Regions from separate parts of the Ovis aries genome. Here region 2 is linked to region 1. The links are chromatin contacts, called in public Hi-C maps. All regions are on one chromosome and are shown on one strand. The core of a region is the stretch at or near the end of the contact, and the rest is flanking DNA. Distances in the headings are between cores, read along the strand shown. Region 1 has its middle 75 kb from the start of TOB1. Region 2 holds the start of SPATA20 (spermatogenesis associated 20).

Region 1 (2,700 bases), core at 78-2,577:
TCTTACAGCTGCTGCTTTGTGCAGAAAAGTCCCTTTTAAAACTTCCCAGAACAAGGCTCTCACCTTTCATTTCAATGAGGTTGTGGACTTCAGGTGCTCATTTGTGCCTTAATGGGAAGCCAGCTGAATTAGCTTGCCCCCTCCCTCTGACCCCCAAACCAAGGTCGCTGGGGACTAGAGGTGGGGTGAGCATGAGTTGGGAGAGGGATGTGAGGGCAGGGTTGCAAGAGGAAGAGCTTGCCCTCCTTGGACCTCTGCTGTGTGCCTAGCGGCCCCAGGGAGGCAGCTAGGCCAGGCCAACCCGACCAGCCTTACTCAGCCACTGGACGTGACCTGTAGTTGTCTCATCCCAGAGAATATTTGCTGTGGCTGCATGACCTCAACACTTACCAGGAATACCTGCCCCTAAAGAAGGTGAACTCAGAAGGTGGCCTTTGGTTCTGGGTTTAGAACATGGTGATGGGTGCAATGGAAGAACTTCAAGACTTCAGGAACTTCTACTCAGCCTGCACTGTAGCAAGCTGTGAAGACGCCTAGAACTCAATTGCAGACATCAGCTCTCATTTCAGCCTCTGACCTCAGTTTACTTGTTTACCCTGGAGAAATTGGACTGGATGGATGATCTCTCATAATTCACATGCATTGAGCATTTCCTATGTGACAGATTCTTTATGTATATTCTGTCATTTAATTTCTGCAATGCTCTTTGAGGTGGAAACTGTAATTATTATCCTCATTTTACAACTGAGGAAGCTGAGCTCAGAGAAGATAAGTAACTTGCTCAAGGTCACACAGCGAGTAAGTGGAGGACCAGTCATGTACCCAGGTCTGGCCCAGAGGCATGTTGAGAATGGTGGTTGCTCAGGTGAGAGGCCCACTCATTGGGGCAGTGGCCATAAGTACCAGGGAGAGGGTTGTTAGAGTGACCTGCAGAGCAAGGAGGGGCAGGACCAGGTACCCAGCCCAGTGTGGGGAGCCGTGGAAGATGACTCGGAGGTTTGAGGTTCAGAGCCTGAAGGACTGGGAGGGTGATGATGCTTTTAATAGAAACAGGGAAGTCAGGAGGAGGAACAGGTTCAGGGCTAGCAGATGAGCACATTCTTAGACATGTTGGAGCTGATTTGCCAACAGTAGGACCTTCTAGGCCAAGATCCAGCCACAGTTCAATCAGGAAAAATCAGCACATCCAAAAATACTTCAAAATGCCAACAGCCCTCTTGCCAAAATCAAATCCCTAAACCTTGCACACCCTGGAGCTCCCCAGCCACTGCTCCGGGCTGAGCTCAGCGTCAGCTCTGCAGTAACCCAAGTCCCACGCTGGCCACTGGGGGTCACCACTGGTGCACAGACCACAGTGCAGTTGCCCAGGGCTTGCCTGCTATAGGGGCAACCTTGGGGGGCAGACATCGGGTTTTAGGGAGCCAGCCCCCTGGAAGGGAGGGCAGAGTTCTCTTCCTCCTTTTTAGGTGTGGGAAGGAGAGGGGCTCACAAGATACTGAGCTGCTGCTTCTCCCCAATTCCCCAGGCATTGGCAATGCCATGTCACAGAAATTTCTGATTAACCTCCAACCAGATACAGTTCATCTTAGAACCGGGAAGAGGGGGAGGCAGTGGACCCCCTTCCCTGTATGGACACCGGGCTCTTGGAGCCTGGCCCGGAAGACGCCATGTCCAAGGCGCCAGAGCGGCAGAGCCCAGGGAACAGGATCCCAGCTGATCCAAAGTGCCTGTCTCCCCTGACATTTGCGTCAGCAGCTCTGCCCTTTGACTTTTAATTCCTGGGAGTGAAGGGTGGAGGCAACCTTGGCGATCAGGACTAATTATATGCAGTCCGATTGAACCAGTGGTTTATTGGGGTTTGGCATGGTTACCTGTACTCTTCTTTGCCTCCAACCCCCAGGTTTATGGCCTTGGTCTCCTTCAGAAGCTGGGAAGAAAGGAAGGCAAGAGTGCTTCTGCCTGGGAGGCACCTAATTCCCCTGTCTCCTGAGCCTCCTGATCTCAGTGCAACTTGTGGGAAGTGACGCCTATAAAACCACTGAGAGACCCCCAGATGGAGGCGGTGTCCCCATGCTCACACCCAGCCCAGGCCCTGCACCCCCTTAGCCCGCCTCCAGCTCTAATCAGGACTTGTTAAGACATGTTCCAGGGCCATGGCCAGGCCAGGAGGCACTGCCTCCCAGCTGCTCTGGGGCTCGGGGCTCAGAAGAGGAGGGGGTAGGGTAGGCATCTTGAAGCTGACATGGTTCCTCAAGCCCCAAGCCCCCTCTGGTGTCCTGTGTCCCTCTATATTTGGCCTTGGCATTACCAACGTGCCCTCTCTGAGGGGCAGGCAGCCAGCCTAACCCATGACGTCTCCTCCAGGGCCTGGGCTATTTTGGAACCAGCCTTGAGAGGGCTGGGGAAGGCAGGGGTGAAGTTTAAGGGAATATTTGCACCTGTCTCTGGATCACAGAAGAGGCTGAGGGTGTGTGGCATAGAGAACTGGCCCTGAGGCCTTTCTCAGAATTCCCTGTACAGTTACTCAAATACTCCTTTTGCTCAAGTTTCCTGGGGATGCCTGGGCTGTGGGGCTGAATCTGGGCAGGAACCCCACCCGTTCCCTTTTCCCCCTGAGTTTTTCCAGCTGTTCAGATATTATCCCTCAATTAAAAAACAACTTCTATGTCTGGTCCCACCAAGAACTAAGAGCTAGCTCAG
Region 2 (2,700 bases), core at 173-2,672, 360 kb after region 1:
TGCAGTACCTGAAAGAAAAATTGGCTTGTTTTCTTTCTTGGCCTTGTCGAAGGCTTCCTGTCCCCAGGGGTACCTAAGGCCAGTAGAGTGGGGCATCACTCACTAGCTCCGGAGGGGGCCAGTAAGAAGATTGAGGATCTAGCTGCCCAGGAGGGCATCAGGAGAGGACTCACCAGTCCACAGGGTTGTAGGCATGTTGCAGGAGGTATGGTGACTTCTCATTGATCAGGCGGTTGGGGACCTTCGGGGGCGTGGACTGAGAGCAGTTAGTCCGGCTCCCCTTCCCTCCAGCAGGCATGGACACTGAACTACTGACCGTCACACTTCGGTCCTTGTCCCGGGAGGAGCTACCCCTGGTGTAGGCAGGTAGGTCAGGCAAGTCAGACCAGGAGTCTCCACTGCTTCCACCTACACCCAGCCCAGAGGCCCACCTGACCACCGTGGAACTCTCCCAGAACCCCCTGCTCCCAGCCCAACCCACCTTTCTGAACCACGGGGGAGACCGTGGCCTTTGTGCTCCCCCTTGTGTTTTTGGGGGGGTGAAGAAAGGTGGTTCATTGGGGGCTCCCTGCCAGGTTAGTCTCCCCCAACCTCTCTGACCTGGTGGTGGGAACGATGATGACTGTGAAGTCAGGGCGAGTCACAATGGATGGAATGGTCCTTCAGGCTCCATTCTCTCCCCTCACCGGGCCCCACCCAGGGTGACTGTGCTGGAGGTATTTCTGGCATGCCTGCCTGGGTATATGATCTGGGCAGGAAGGCTGCTGGCTGCTGTGTGTAGGACTGGGCCAGATGAGGGGCAAGGAGAAGAAATTCATTTGGCATCAGGGACTCCCTCACTCAACATCCATCCAGTGGGCACTTCTGGGGGGCCAGGTCCTGTGCCAGACCCCCATGACCCTCAAAGAATCAGTAGCTGGCTCTGATCTCAGGGAGCTCAGCCTGGGAGGGCAGCATGGGCGGGGCAGGCCTAAGTAATGACAAGCCCTTGCAGCATCGAGGGCTGTGACAAGCCAGCCCAGGGTGCTGTTGGACAAGGACCCTTGGCCCAGCACTGGGGTTCAAGGAAGGCTTCCTGGAGATGGTGTCAGAACAGAGTTCCTGGGGCAAGCGAGCCCTGCAGCTGGAGGGGAGGGAGGGAGGAGAGGATTACTGTCTGAGCCCGGTCGGAGGAGCTGGCCCTAGTCTTGGGGGAAGGCAGGCATGGGGTGGGGAGGTGACCGGGCAGGCACAGGGGACCAGCGCCAGGACAACTGACCGCAGGGCTCCGCAGGCACCGGCTGCTGAAGCGTGCTCCTCTGCCGCCCGTACCTGTAGCTCAAGGCGAGGACTGGCCCGGCCCCGGGCAGCAGGAAGCCGCGGCACCGGCACCGTAAGGCCCGCGCGCCCAGCATGGCGGCTGGTGGCGGTCGGCCCGGACGCTGCGGACAGGAAGGGAGGGCGGGAGGGAAGCTGCGACGGGCAGGCCCAGGCACCGAACCGGCCGCGGGAGTGTCTTCGCCGAAAAGGCCGGCAGCAGGCTGGTCTCTGAGCGCCGCTCGGTGGCCGATCACGGGACTGCAGACCGTATACTCGGGGCTTAGGCGGACACTGCTGCTGCTAAGTCGCTTCAGTCGTGTCCGACTCTGTGCGACCCCATAGACGGCAGCGCCTAGGAGGACACAGGTCTGTGCAAAAAACTGGGTGGACTCGATAGGACATAAATCAGGGCCTGCGGGGAGGTAACCCTCTTACGGAGAATATGGAGGCTGTGAGGATGCCAGGGCCTTGGAAAGCCAGAGCCTCCGGTCATTTTGTCCCAACTTTGTCCGTTTTACAAAGGAGAAATGAGGTGAGAGGCAAAAGGTGTGCCTTTTCCAGGCCATCCAAACTGGGAGCTTCGCCTTTGCTCTGCCCCCTCACCTGAAGGTCCTGCTCAAACCCCACCCCCTCAGGAAGCCTTCCCTGAATAATAATACTGAACCAACTTTCAGGTGTTATCAGGTATTTTATGAGTCTCATTTACTACCCTTAGTCAACATTTATTGAGTGCCCATGAGACACTCTGCTAGGTACAACAGTGGGCAGAGAGAGACCAAGCCATCCCATCCTTGTGTTACTCACAGTCTGATGAGCAAGGCAAAAACTAATCCAACAGCTATACAGATTAATGTACAACCACCCACTGTGAGACGTGCCATGACTAGGTATCACAAGGAAACTGGTCTGGTGGGAGAGAGGAGGGGGAGGGCCTTCCTAAGGAAATCACATTTGTGTAGCAGCCTTCGAAGAACAAGAGGATGCAATCTGGAAAGGGCTTGGGGGACTTGCTGGGGAAGCAGGGGAACAGATGTGCAAAGGCCCTGTGGCAGAGCAGTGAGGCAGGGCTGAGGTGCTGCAGAAGCCAGCACAGAGAGGCGCCGATGAGGTGGTGACGTAGACAGGGAGGAGGGCAGGGGCCAGGTTTTGAACTGTGAGCAGGAGTTTGGTTACTGATGAGAGCAGAAGAAAGCTGTGGAAGGGCTTTAGTCGAGGGAGTGACCTTGCATTTTGGAGAGGTCCCTCCAGCTTTCTGGTGGTGAATGGACTGTAAAGAGGCACGAGTGGAAGCAGAAGGGTTCAAAGGCCATAGCAGGACCCAGAGGAGAGCTCTGGGAGGTCTGCACTATGCCAAGGTAGAGATGGAGGGAAGGTGGTAGACTTGAGGTCAGCAGAAAAGGA

The links. Hi-C and Micro-C count contacts between places; a contact is called where the count stands out from the background.
Region 2: a Hi-C map of hypothalamus shows a contact between it and region 1, with 2.5 times the contacts expected there. The contact joins the promoter of SPATA20 here to the enhancer-like site in region 1. A contact is called at or near these places in 4 of 16 Hi-C or Micro-C datasets (blood, hypothalamus, liver and 1 more).

Annotation. Positions count from the first base shown.
Region 1 is chr11:35,547,489-35,550,188 of ARS-UI_Ramb_v3.0, forward strand. No RefSeq gene overlaps it. Among named protein-coding and RNA genes, the nearest start is that of TOB1, 75 kb to the right of the region's middle. Within about 2 kb of position 1,328, at least 26 of the 54 cell types and tissues checked have an H3K27ac peak or open chromatin away from gene starts, as enhancers often do. A contact at or near this core is called in hypothalamus and liver, where this site is marked.
Region 2 is chr11:35,907,983-35,910,682 of ARS-UI_Ramb_v3.0, forward strand. It overlaps SPATA20 (spermatogenesis associated 20), which reads right to left and starts at 1,423. Exons shown (of 17, transcript XM_042255816.2): 1 at 1,312-1,423; 2 at 601-783; 3 at 174-353; 4 at 9-73. The coding sequence starts at 298.